Regions from separate parts of the Mus musculus genome. Here all the other regions are linked to region 1. A link is a contact called in public Hi-C, HiChIP or PLAC-seq and capture Hi-C data. All regions are on one chromosome and are shown on one strand. The core of a region is the stretch at or near the end of the contact, and the rest is flanking DNA. Distances in the headings are between cores, read along the strand shown.

What was found. A called contact is a pair of places that touch in the nucleus more often than the background predicts. HiChIP or PLAC-seq counts read pairs in DNA pulled down with a chosen protein or histone mark. Capture Hi-C pulls out chosen DNA fragments and counts their contacts.
Region 2: a Hi-C map of the CH12 cell line shows a contact between it and region 1, with 2.7 times the contacts expected there. The contact joins two enhancer-like sites. A contact is called at or near these places in 4 of 484 Hi-C or Micro-C datasets (the CH12 cell line, embryonic stem cells and liver) and 1 of 9 other capture datasets (embryonic stem cells).
Region 3: a capture Hi-C map of bone marrow-derived macrophages shows a contact between it and region 1, with 6 times the contacts expected there. The contact joins two enhancer-like sites. A contact is called at or near these places in 3 of 39 promoter capture datasets (the C10 cell line, embryonic stem cells and trophoblast stem cells), 2 of 15 datasets of contacts at CTCF or cohesin (the NIH/3T3 cell line and large pre-B cells), 1 of 115 datasets of contacts at active chromatin or transcription factors (embryonic stem cells) and 1 of 9 other capture datasets (bone marrow-derived macrophages).
Region 4: a Hi-C map of group 2 innate lymphoid cells shows a contact between it and region 1, with 3 times the contacts expected there. The contact joins two enhancer-like sites. A contact is called at or near these places in 1 of 15 datasets of contacts at CTCF or cohesin (the NIH/3T3 cell line), 24 of 484 Hi-C or Micro-C datasets (the BV-2 cell line, the CH12 cell line, Th2 cells and 15 more) and 3 of 115 datasets of contacts at active chromatin or transcription factors (the HPC-7 cell line, embryonic fibroblasts and pancreatic cancer cells).
Region 5: a contact with region 1 is called in a FOXA1 HiChIP or PLAC-seq map of pancreatic cancer cells. The contact joins two enhancer-like sites. A contact is called at or near these places in 1 of 15 datasets of contacts at CTCF or cohesin (the NIH/3T3 cell line), 7 of 484 Hi-C or Micro-C datasets (Th1 cells, embryonic fibroblasts, embryonic stem cells and 4 more) and 3 of 115 datasets of contacts at active chromatin or transcription factors (the HPC-7 cell line, bone marrow-derived dendritic cells and pancreatic cancer cells).

What each region holds. Positions count from the first base shown.
Region 1 is chr10:99,080,445-99,082,961 of GRCm38.p6, reverse strand. No RefSeq gene overlaps it. Among named protein-coding and RNA genes, the nearest start is that of Poc1b, 25 kb to the left of the region's middle. Within about 2 kb of position 1,256, at least 52 of the 459 cell types and tissues checked have an H3K27ac peak or open chromatin away from gene starts, as enhancers often do. A contact at or near this core is called in the CH12 cell line, the NIH/3T3 cell line, bone marrow-derived macrophages and 2 more, where this site is marked.
Region 2 is chr10:98,840,650-98,843,166 of GRCm38.p6, reverse strand. The region is part of intron 6 of Gm34346 (a long non-coding RNA gene); the gene reads left to right. Among named protein-coding and RNA genes, the nearest start is that of Gm40750, 35 kb to the right of the region's middle. Within about 2 kb of position 1,261, at least 40 of the 459 cell types and tissues checked have an H3K27ac peak or open chromatin away from gene starts, as enhancers often do. A contact at or near this core is called in the CH12 cell line, where this site is marked.
Region 3 is chr10:98,897,287-98,899,803 of GRCm38.p6, reverse strand. No RefSeq gene overlaps it. Among named protein-coding and RNA genes, the nearest start is that of Gm34346, 16 kb to the right of the region's middle. Within about 2 kb of position 1,258, at least 62 of the 459 cell types and tissues checked have an H3K27ac peak or open chromatin away from gene starts, as enhancers often do. A contact at or near this core is called in bone marrow-derived macrophages, where this site is marked.
Region 4 is chr10:98,934,169-98,936,685 of GRCm38.p6, reverse strand. All of the region lies in intron 1 of Atp2b1 (ATPase, Ca++ transporting, plasma membrane 1), which reads right to left. Among named protein-coding and RNA genes, the nearest start is that of Atp2b1, 20 kb to the right of the region's middle. Within about 2 kb of position 1,260, at least 3 of the 459 cell types and tissues checked have an H3K27ac peak or open chromatin away from gene starts, as enhancers often do. A contact at or near this core is called in group 2 innate lymphoid cells, where this site is marked.
Region 5 is chr10:98,950,592-98,953,108 of GRCm38.p6, reverse strand. All of the region lies in intron 1 of Atp2b1 (ATPase, Ca++ transporting, plasma membrane 1), which reads right to left. Among named protein-coding and RNA genes, the nearest start is that of Atp2b1, 37 kb to the right of the region's middle. Within about 2 kb of position 1,263, at least 44 of the 459 cell types and tissues checked have an H3K27ac peak or open chromatin away from gene starts, as enhancers often do. A contact at or near this core is called in the NIH/3T3 cell line and pancreatic cancer cells, where this site is marked.

The DNA of each region.
Region 1 (2,517 bases), core at 7-2,506:
TCCAAGTGAAATATTAAGGGTAATGGTGAGAGGAATTGCTCCCATCCATACTCATGTCTGGGTTTCCAGAGTCTATATTGGCTGTTGATCTGACCACTTCAGAAGACAGGCTGTCTTCATCAGGGTTTCTATTTCTGCACAAAACATCATGACCAAGAAGCAAGTTGGGGAGGAAAGGGTTTATTCAGCTTACACTTCCCACATTGCTGTTGATCACCAAAGGAAGTCAAGACTGGAACTCAAGCAGGTCAGGAAGCAGGAGCTTCAGACTGCTGTAACAAAATGCCACAAGCTACATGGCTTATGGGTGCAGAAACATACTTTTCACAGTTCAAGAAGGCAAGAGATTCTGAGCTTAATGAGATTCTATATTCCCTGGCTCACAGATAATACAGCTGGTCACCTTGAGTGTTGGGAGGCTCTCTGTTGTCATACCACTAATTCTGTGAGGGCAATGCCTCCCTGAACTAATCATATTCCGAGAGTTCCACCTCTAATGCCGCCATGCTGGTGATTAAGTTTCAGCCTAAGAGTCTTGAGTCTAGGGCTAAAGAGATGGCTCAGTGGTTAAGAGCATTGGCTGCTCTTCCAGAGGTCCTGAGTTCAATTCCCAGAAACCACTTGGTGGCTCACAACCACCTATAAGGGAATCTGATGACCTCTTCTGGCCTGTAGATATATATGCAGCAGAACACTCATACATTAAATAAATAAAATTTAAGAGAGAGAGAGAGAGAGAGAGAGAGAGAGAGAGAGAGAGAGAGAGAGAGAGTCAGAGTCTTGAGTCTACAACCGTTCAGAATATGGAAGCTGGGAGAGAGACTCACTGACAGCAAGTCAAGAGACCATCATAGCTGCCACCTTCTTTAGCCTTCTGTATACATGTCCTCTGGGAGACCAGTAGGAGCTTCAAACAGCCTTTTAGAAGGTTATCCCCTTGCTTTTAGATGATCTTGATAGCAATCTTCCAAGCCTTGGATAAACCGACCAACTCACTAGCCACGCTCTGTAAATGTCCCTATCTCAGGAAACCACAAATTATCTCCTATGTGACTAACCATAACCCTTGTTCATGATAAGGGTTCCTTCTGACTTTCAGGACCAACCCAGAAAGATAGCTTCTGAAATCCGGCAGTGCCCCCTTCTTCCTCATTAAGTGGTCATGGGAAATTCCCCATGACATCAGAGTCATAATTGGAGGGAAAGTTGGGAAGCGGCAAGAAGCCTGAGTCATCTGCTTATGCAAAGAAGTGCCGAAAATAGAGCGGGAGAGGTGAGGAGAGGCGGAGCAACAGCTCGCCCACACATGCGCAGTTCCTTACCCTTAAGTTAGTGTGAAATGATTCCTTAGCGAGCATGCAGTTCCTTACCCTTAAGTTAAAGTGAAATGATTTCTTAGCGAGCCTCCTTTTCACTGTGAGAAAAATCCTCATGAACACAAAAGCTTCAACTTTTTAAAAAAAGATGCTAACAAGGCAATGAGAGATTATCTTAGCATATCTTGACACATTTAAGATAAATATCTTACAGTCTTTATTAAATAAACCAGAAGTCGAGAAGTAGACATATCTAAGATCTGTGTCTAACTGATTTTTCCTAAGAAGTCTTTAATATTTGTGTGTGTGCTCGCGTGCTCATGATCGCTCACACGTTTTCTCCCTGAGAAGTCATAGGAGTGGCTTTATTTTGTGAAATTACAAGTTTTATGCTTACGATATGTATGATTTTGTATATAAGTATTCCATATGACCCAATGAAATGTATTCTCTGTATATGATGACCTTTCTTTAAATATTTCCATAAAACAGAAACTAGATGAGAAAATTTCATGGCATACTGCACAAGGTACTGCATTCTTGCAGCTGAATCACCCAGTCTACCAGAGCTATTTGCTGACTGCTTAGAACACAAGGACTTGCCTTAAATACCACCTACCTATACAGCAGGGAGAGTGAGATATAAAAGCAATAATCCATTCACTAACCAATTATTCACATGGCTAGAGGAGATGACTTGGTCATTAACAGCACTGTCTGCTCTTCCAAAGGTCCTGAGTTCAATTCCCAGCACTCACATGGTGGCTCATAGCTAACTGTCCTGGGATCTGATGCGCTCTTCAGGCATGCAGGAGCACACAGACACACACAAACACACACACAGATAAATAAATGGATCTTTAAAAAACCAAAAATGTATTCACTAAACACCTACGATATGTTAGACAACCATCTAGACAGTTGAGATTCCATGAGTGAGCAATAAGAGACAGAACCCCTCGTCATGTGGAGCTGATTCCTTGTGAAAGGAGACTGTCAATTAACAGCAACCAACAAGCACATTACAAAGTACATTAGAAGGGAATAATAGCTAGTCAGGAAAATAAAGCAGGTAAAAGAGATACAGGGGGCTCTGGGGAGACGGTTGTAGTTTTAAGATGTCTGGCAGCAGTCACCTAGAAAGTGGTCCTTAGGCAAAGCTCTGATAGAGAGGAAATGAACCGTGGCATGGCCGGAGAAG
Region 2 (2,517 bases), core at 12-2,511, 240 kb after region 1:
TGGGAAAACCGAGAAAGGTAGAATGAGGTCCAGGGATATATTACTTTAGTCTCCTCTCTATAGTCTCTACCCCTATGACATGTTTCATTGTCAGTAGAAGGTCAGGTAGTTCATCTCTCAGGTTGAAGCTCAAGATGCTGTAATGGCCCACTCTTCTGTGTTGCTTTAAGCCTAGGTGTGAAGAATGCACGCCTTGTGATTTATTTACATTTCCCCTTTATGAACTGCCCACACACCTCCCACTTCTAATGTGTCATCTCTTCCCTGCCCTGATATGTACAGTATAAGCTCCTATTGCATCATTAGCTTCTTCTTTCCTATATCTTCAACTGCACATAGTGCTTGCTGGACTTCCAGTCTCCTTAACAACTTGCCTTTTATTTCAATCCTGACCTTCTGTGCCAAAAAAGCATCAGGGAATTGGATCTACCTGTTCTGCTCTGTAGCCAGCTCCCTAACATGTCTGGGGGCTTTGCCTTACTCTCACATCCCTGGAGTAATTTGTACCCAAAGATTGCTGCCTCGTGTTCTTTTAGCCATGATCTAAATCCCAAGTAGTATTTACTTTCCTGACAGAGACTCTAATATCACGCTTCTCTCCTCTTTGTACTGACCCAAGTGTAACTGTTACCAGAATAAGACCAGGCTGCCCACTTTTCAAAGGCCAGTGCTTGCAAAATGAGACTTGTAGCAGACTACTCAAAGGTTAGCCCTGAAGAAGATAGAAGGGTGATTTCTTCAGTCTCTGTGGAAACAGGGAATCAGGAGGCACACAGTTGTTTTATAGATGAGGGGAATGAGAGCTGGGCAGGAAAGCTATGCTATGTGTTTAGTGGGGTCACCTTCATTAGATTGTGTGTCTCCTTCTTTCTTCTCTGGATAGATCATTGAAGTGGACTTTGAACTCTGGGGACTAATTCCAGTTAAAATTCATGGCTGTTCACAGGCTTTGTGCTGTTTCCCATGGGACAAAACTCAGGGAAGAACGTTGTAGAGGTCACATGGCCAAGGTGCATCTAAAGAAGAAAGAAAGATTTGAGCAGTTAACATCTCAACCCTTGAGGGGGAGCTTCTAAACACTCTTAGAATGAATATATCATCTTCCACGGAAGCGTTGCAAACAGTTCAGGAAGTGGTAGAAGGGAGGGGACATTAACTGGTTAGGAAGGGGAGTTGAAAGTAGGTGTAGCTAGGACTGCCCAGTTCCAAGGTTCTGTAAGTTTGTTGTAGGTTCTCAAGCCCCATGAGGGATGGCAGAGTGCAGACCATACTGCCAGGCCCCTTAACAAGCTCTGAGAGAGCACAGCTGGAGTGGGGCCACTCCCTACCCACATCAGGCTTGGGCCTATTCAACCCTATAGAGACAAAGGTCCTAAAACACTATTGAGCCATTTAGGCTTCTGGGGTCCTCCATCCTCAGCCTCCACCCTCCATCCCCCTCAGTTAGAGAGTTAGCTTTTCAGAGACCATGTGACTGGCAGTCTGCTAATCTGACTGATACACTTGGAAAGTCCCTGCCTCCTCCCAAAAGCTTAGCTATTTGAATTGGTGCATCCCTAGGGTATGCCTGTCTTCTGTCAGGCCTGCATATGCAAATTAGGCATATTTAAAATTAGGCATATTTTCTCTCTTGTTCTTTTTCCTCCCCTCTCCCCCTTGACTCGAGCCCTATAAACGAGCCTGCCATTCCGACAAAGCTGTCTGTTGACAAAGTGTACTGCCTCTGCTGTACTCACCACTATCCAGAGAGACTCTGCTCCCAGGATAGTCTGCACCTTGAGACCACAGGTGCACAACAGCTCACGGGGGAGTCAGGGAACCCAGAGTCTGTCTGCTTGCTTCCAACTGGGTTTGACCATCAGGACCTCTTGCTGGAGACTCCAGGAAGAGACTGAGCGAAAGACTGATAGACGAGGCTATAACTACTCTATTTTTTCCCCCTTTTGGAGCTACCTTGCCTCCTCACGCCAGAGGTCAGAGTTTTTCTCTAGGTGGTCCTCAGCTTCCAGATTCCAGGCATTCGTTTTCATCTTCTCACCATCTGGCCTAAACGTTATTGGACTTGTTTTGGCCTCTTCCTGCAGTATGCCAATCAATGAAATGATGGATTTTACTAAAGGGAGACCATCTAATGAAGTGGCCGTCTGTGATGATCGGAGAACAAGCCTCGGTACCACTTTCCTAAGGATAGCACTTACGGATAATTATGAGGTGAAGAAGCAGGATGGTCTGAGGCACGGGGAAAGGTGATTGGGAGGCAAGGAAAGTAAGGTAATTTACGGTCTGCAGACGCATAATCAGACTTCATGGCTCCTCAAAGGACGCTTGCTCAGATAATGGCAGCCTAATGTTTTCTGAAGGTGGAAATTTAGCCCAGGGACATAAAAAGGTCACCACTAGCCACTTGTGCTGGCCCAGATGAATGGCTAATGGTTTGAACCAGTTTGAGCTGCTTCAAAGTTACTGAAAAAACAACGTAATTGTTACCATTGTGAAACATTGTCAGAACTGTTATCT
Region 3 (2,517 bases), core at 9-2,508, 180 kb after region 1:
GAGAGAGGTTTCATGTAGAAGGAACAGCATATGCCAAAAAAACCTAAGAAAGCTGAGGAGATACTAGCTTTTCCACACATCACAGCCTTGAGCACAGGATCTACCAAAAGCCGATTAAAGGAATGGAGTTGGAGAGAGAGGCTGAAGGCAGTGTCCTAATGTGACGGGAAGAATCTTAGACTTTCAAGGCAGTTGTGATGCTTAGCCCTACAGTCCCATTCCTCAGGAGGCTGGGGCAGCAGGGCATGGGCATTGAGGCCAGCTTGGGTTACTTCATCAGTTCTAAGACAGACTGAGTTCCAGACTGAGGCACTGCCTTCAAACAAATGAAGGCACAATCACCATCAATACGAATAACAACACGGGGAATGCAGAAATAGAGAGACACACTCAAGGAGAAACATTTAAAGATTTGTTTTCTATAAGGCTCCGCTCTCCACTGATGGCTGTACTTACAAAGGTTATTTCTCTTGTTGGTTATTGATACCAGTTGAAACATCTGAAGCAAATAAAATACGTTAAAGATTAAATATGTATGTATGTATGTATGTAATTGTGTGTATGTATATCCTTGTTGATAATCCTGAGTGGTGTATGGGGAAGAATAAAAAAGAGAAATGAGATAGAATAGTAAGAGAGTTAAAAAATGATATATTTAAATATATAAGAGGAATACAAACACATAAGAGAGGCTAACAACTTAGGGGGTAAGATAAAAGAATAGAAAATAGAGAACTCCCGTTTAGGACAAATGCTTGAGCAATGTATAACACACACACACACACACACACACACTGAAAATTTTATACATATAAAACTTTCTATTGTATATGCACATGGTTCCTATAAACACTGTAACCGACTTAACTCTACAGATATGGGTAAAAACATATTTTGGATTTGGCATTAAATATCTACTGAAGCTAAAATTGTCACATTTAATCAATTGCCATTAATCCAGACAACTAGAACGTATTGATCTAGGAAGGAGCCCAATGGCAAAACCATTTTCCAAAAAGAGACAAAGTCTTTGTAGGAGAAACACAAGGTGCGACTCCATCAGCAGCAAATAAAAATAGTGGAGCCCCCAAAGGGCCTGTGCAGTAAGATGAAATGATTGAAAACTCCAAGCTCTCTTTCGGTTTGGGCAAGTTCTTGGTCAACATTCAAGAGGTTTATTTCTGGAGGTGTTCTGTTTCTTCCTTGCTGCTGGTGTTGTTTTAAAGAGCAGGTACTTTCCTGCAACCCAGGCTCCTTCTTCCTGTTGCTTCATCCCAGCCTCATTTCTGCAGAGATCTTGAGTCTCCTTCTCATGCTATACAGTTGAAGGATAGTTGACAGTATGAATTCTAGGGATCCAACTAGTGAGGGACATAGTTTTAATTAGCAAGCAGTCACTCCTCTGGTGGGTCTCAAATAATAGAACATTTAGGAACTTACTCCACTGATGTGTTTAATTCTTTCGTTCCAAAATAGCTCAATTCTTATGTTACCATGGAATGACTTTTCATTGTGCAAACATTTCTCTTGTCTGTTTGGTTCCTCCTCCTAAAAAGGGATGTGTAGCAATTGCCCAGTTCACATTATTGTGGTGGTGATGGTGACTCAGGACATTGAAAGACATGTGACTTTCGGACTTTTCCCCCCCATGTCATTTTCCACTATAGTTCACGTAGTGCATGCACTAATTGCAGGCATCTCATGTAATAATTTGTAAAGTTTTCCATGACTGCAGAGATGCCCAGACTTTTAATACTCTATGTGGACAAAAGTCCATTTTCCTCTGTTGTTGCTTCCTTGTTTGGCTGCCAAGCTTGCTGATAGCAACCTAATGAGCAGAGAGTAAACTATTATTGCTTTAATTGGTCTCCACTGCTAACTCTTAGGAGGCTTTTAGAAATGCATTTATTATATAATTAAGAGATTTGTGATTCCTTTTAAGTTATCGGCCATAAAAGGCCTGGTTTAATATCATAATTACAGTCACTTCTCTTGTTGCTCTGGGTCAGCAGTCTAGTCTCACCCTTAGAGATTGGTTTTTCAAAGTCAAGTTGTTCCTGTTAGAGCGTTTCATTCACAACCCAACTTCCGGTGCGCTTCTCATTTGTAAAAACCACAACCTCACCAATTCCACGAAGATTAAAATCACCGGTCTGTTTGTGTCCGTTTCTCATTTACTACTCTGATTCTCACATCTATGGCTTTAGAGATGCTCCACTTTAATACTCAAAGCTGTAGCTTGGTAATTTAGGCCACGGTAAAGTATATGCTAGGGAAATGTTCTGAGTTTAAAATATGGACCTGACAAAGAGAACATTTTTAGATGTCAAGAAAGTTTTCTTCTATTGTGTTTGTTGCATATCTATTGTGTCTAAGCCTTTATTCTGAACCCTCTTGCCCTTGCTTTCTGACTACTTTATGTTTTGTTTTTCTTGAGCATGGCTGGATTCTTCCTTGGTGCTTGTGTAAGGTGGTCTACCTCCCTTGTCAACAGGCCCGCTTACAGTTTGGAATCTT
Region 4 (2,517 bases), core at 11-2,510, 150 kb after region 1:
TCAACAAAAAACATTTAGCCTACATATGTCCCAGGTAATATTTGGAACACATTAAAAAAAAAAATATTCATTGGCAAACTGGTCCTGTTTTCTGATTACGAAGCCCAGTTTCCAAGGAAACAATTTTAAAACTAAATTAAACATCAACTGTAATTTCGTTTTTCTTTGATTCTGAAGGAAATTGGGTCTCCCAGGAGCTAAGCATCACCTTGGTCTCGTCTCACAGCCCAGCACACTTACAAACACTGGGAATGAATTGTAATAGACTGTCCATCTGGCCTGTGTTTCTGGCCCTACCTAATAACCATTATGCTTATGAGAGAAAAAGCTGAAAGACCTCAAATGCCCAGTTGGCAGTTGGGGTGTGGGGGGCTCGAACCCACATCCTGCCCAGGCTCAGCATGGCTTCTTACCCTTACTCTATCACTCACTTGCTCTATCAGTATTTACACTTGTTGATTATTGTTTTTCACACACCACCAAGTCAGCCTGGGAGACAGCTCTTATCCTCACATCTATGTCTTACCTTTCCCGTGTACACACTGCGGGCACATCACACAGACACAGTGGTTTGCTTCTGCTAATTTGCTCTTCATTTATTTATCTTGAGACAAGATCTCATGTGTCCCGGGCTGACCTGAAACTACTGGCCTCGAAAACGATGGGACCACAGATGTGTATCACCATGACCTGCTAATCACTGTTTCCTAAATATCAAATGGCTGTCGATCACTGTATACAGAAGGTGCGCTGTGCTTCTGAGTCGTACTGATCCCTGGGACTAGGGTGCTGTTGCTTTAATAAAACCACATTGACTGTTTTAATTTTCTTTAGTTTAAATACGGAATGTATGGACACCCCATTACTTACTTTTTGGAAACGTAGATTCTTCAGAGTAAGACTTCACTAGGCATTGGATACAATTTCTAGATTTTTTAAATAGATGTCATTACTATTATGCATGCATAAAGCTACTACAAAAAATTTTAATACACCAGAATATATATACAGGTTGGTAATGCGTGCTTTATACCAAGGGAGAATTATCTTCAGCCTTCTGGATGGGCTCGCATTGCCTGAATCATCTATAACTTCAACTCTTGGTGGTTTTTTTAAAGAAAATGTCTCAAAGATAGCAAATCTTCATTTTAAAGAAGATATACTTGAAGTAATTTTGTAAATAAGTCTCATTAATGAGGTTGGTAGCTCATCATTCTGTAAGGATAGTGGCAAAGTTGTGACTCATCCCTTTTCTTGGGCTACTGGCAAAACTGTCAGAGGCAAGTCCCTACACAAATCAGCGTTTTGTGACATGAAATTTCCTAGGTCAATCAGATCATCAAACTCCTATGCCCAAACTGTTGGTTTTGACCAAGATGCCCTTTTCTCTGTTTTCCCCTCTCCCTAGGATCATCAGGATAATTACTATGCCCTCCCTCATCCCCATCTGTTTCTCACAGTATGAATTCCTCCTTTAAGGCCAGGGTAATGCCACCAAACGTGGCAGCACACACCTGAAGGCCCCAGCACTTGGGAGGTGGAGGCAGGATGTCTGCAGAGCAAGCCCAGCTGCATGAGATCCTATCTCAAACAAAGAATAATGGATTAGGACAGTATCAAATATCCACTGCTGTCTGATACTTCAAATGAGAGACACACTCTAATGAGAACTAGATCTAAACAGGTCCCTTTTAAACCAGCATTTTGTAAATAAGATTAATTAAATGCATAATATCCTAAACAGTTTTGCAGAAATAGTTGGATGAACAGGCTAGCATTTCAAGATCGATCCAAGAACATTTTAATTTCGAGAAAAGAAAAAAACAAAACTGAGAAACCAACAAACATATCTAGCTCATGACACACCAAAGGCACAGTTATTGGCAATGGAAAGAGCAACTGCCCAGGACTAGAGAACTGTCCCACTGGTCAGTCCTTCAGGCCCCTGGGCACTTGTCCTTAGGTCCTTGTCTACAGAGGAAGGAACTGAAGGGCTTATCACCTTATCAGGAATGCTGCCAAACAGATGAAGGCACACCAGCTGTTGGTGCAATGTGCTTCTCACAATCACCTAACTGTGTAAGAAAATCAGACTCTAGCCTCATGACTATAAAAACTAAAGTCAACAAGCCAACCTGTTCTCCTAAACTCAGGCCAAAGGGTGACATCCATGACATATGTGGCATGTCATGGTTTGAATGAAAATGGCTCTTATAGGCCCATGCAGTGGCACCACAGGGCCTTGTGGCCTTGTGAGAGTGGGTGTGGCTTTGTTAGAGAAAGTATGTCACTGGGAGTGGGCTCTGAAGTCTCAGATGCTCAAGCCAGGCCCAGTGTCTCATTCACTCTTCCTGCTGCCTGCCAATCCAGATGTAGAATTCTTAGCTACCATGCCTGCCTGCTGGCCGGCCAGTATGTTTCTCACTCTGACAATAATGGACTGAACCTCTGAACTGCAAGTCAGCCCTAATTAAATGTTGTCCTTTATAAGAATTGCCTTGGTCATTATTTCTCTTC
Region 5 (2,517 bases), core at 14-2,513, 130 kb after region 1:
GAGTTGGATCCCAGACATTGGATGGTTGGAGATTGACTTTTGCTTTTGATTGTGACTGTGCCCTGATATTTTCCCTCTTGAAGGAAGAAACTGTTTTAGTGGAGCCCACAGTTAAGAGACTTTTAATTGTAAAAAAGACTTTAGATTTTAAAAGAGATGGATATTTTAAAGAGATTGAAAATTTAAGAATATGTAAAGACTGTGGGACTTTTAAAGTTATTTAGAATGGGAATGAATAAGATTGTAAGGGTTGAGGCTTACTAGTGATGTTTTTGTGTGTCAAGTTGACAAGGGGTCAATTGTACTGGTTAGTTTTGTGTCAACTTGACACAGCTGGGGTTATCACAGAGAAAGGAGCTTCAGTTGAGGAAATGCCTCCATGAGATCCAACTCTAAGGCATTTTCTCAATTAGTGATCAAGGGTGAAAGGCCCCTTGTGGGTGGGACCATCTCTGGGCTGGTAGTCTTGGGTTTTAAAAGAGAGCAGGCTGAGCAAGCCAGGAGAGGCAAGCCAATAAAGAACATCCCTCCATGGCCTCTGCATCGGCTTCTGCTTTCTGACCTGCTTGAGTTCCAGTCCTGACTTCCTTGGTGATAAACAGCAGAATGGAATTGTAAGCTGAATAAACCCTTTCCTCCCCAACTTGCTTCTTGGTCATGATGTTTGTGCAGGAATAGAAACCCTGACTAAGACAAAGGTACAACATGATCTACAAATCCCGATATGATATATATACATATATCCAACATGCTCTTTAGTAACTTTTTACTCTTGTCTGTGTAACCTGTCTGTGCATAGGCAGGATTGGAGAGTTTCTGACATTGACCTTTAAAAAAAAAATCCCTCAAGTGGAATTGAGAGGACCTGGGTTCTCTGCGCCATGTGAAAGCGAGGAGTGGAGGCCCCATCTGTAAACCTCCCTTTCAAATTGCCCACCACTGAAGGACAGGGCTGGGAGGATCTCAGATGTCTGCTGGCCAGTCAGTCCAGCTGACGGAGCGAGCTCTTGGTTCAGTGAGCAACCCTGTCTCAAACAATGCGTGAAAAGTGACAGAGGAGACACCCAGTGCTGACACCTGGCCTCCACTCCATACAGTCAAAAAAGTGTGTACAGTCACACTCATCTACCACACACACAGACAAATGTACTTTAAATACCATAAATCAGTTAAATGGCATTCTGATTTTTATATCCAGCTCATGATCGCTGTCAGGACACTGAGCTTCGGCGACTCCAAGTGTGACTCATTACGAGGTAAATCTACAACAGGATATGATTATTCCCATCCTGTGAGAGAGATCCTCTCAGGGACAGCTCGTCCTCTCCCTCCCAAGATGAGACACGTGGCCACCATCATCTGTTACCTCTTCCTTCTTCCAATCTGAGTGTAAGAATGAACATCAGAGGAACAAGATTTTCGGCTAGGCTATCCTGGCCCTTAATCCCTAGCAGGTCACATCTGCTGGCCTCAGTTTTCTCATGTGTGCACAAGTAAGACGAGTCACCTTCCCCTCCTTATCTACTCTTCTCATGGACAGGCCCCTCCGCATTCCACAGGCAATTCGTACTCTGTGACTGGCTTTTCTAGCCACTTTCTGTCTCTCCCTACCACTTCCTCTATACCTACCTCAGTACAGTCCAAGGTCAGTACCCACTTAGGACTTTAGATTCCTACCCTACTCTATACAGCACGGTGGAATCCAATCGTGTATATCTCTGCACATACAAGGCATTAGAGGCTAGTGCACACCTGAAGGCCCACACAGAAGAGTATGTGTTCAGTTCAGACTGCACCTGCACACTGATTTTCCTCTCCAAGTTCTGTCTGTTGATTTTACTCGCTTGACACTAAAATTTCAAACTCTAAGCCTAAATTCATTCTAGCAACTGAGTCTGGATGTCCTAAAGAGGGACTAACTCACGGAACTCTAACAGAGTTTCTACCAGCCCAGTAAAACATGTCTCTTCAGCCTTTTCTCAGCCTTGCACACATGGGACTCTAAGAGGGAAATGGTATATGTTGCATTTCCTGAGCTTAATTTTAACTTTCTTCCCCTCCCTCCCTCCCCACCCCCCCTCCATTAATACCTACTAATACACCCTGGAGCCAGTGTTTCATAGGTTATTTCAGAAACGCTCCTCCAGTCAATGTTTCTACTATCACTTACTGGTAAAAGCAACTCTGATCTGCTCTATCTACCCAATATTCCTAAGTCAGTCCCTCTATAACAGTGGCTCTCATCTTGTGGGTCACAACCCTTTGGTGGGAAGGGCAATCACATCAGATATTTACATTATGATTCATAACAATATCAAAATTACAGTTGAAGTAGCAATGAAATAATTTTATGACTGGTGTTCACAACATGAGGAACTGTATTAAAAGGTCTCAGCATTAGGAAGGTTGAGGACCACTGCCCTCTAACTCTCCACCTTACTTTTGAAGCATAGTATCTTGCAGAGCCCAGGACTCTTCACCTGGCTGGAGGCTGCCTGGCCAGCAAGCCCCAGAGAT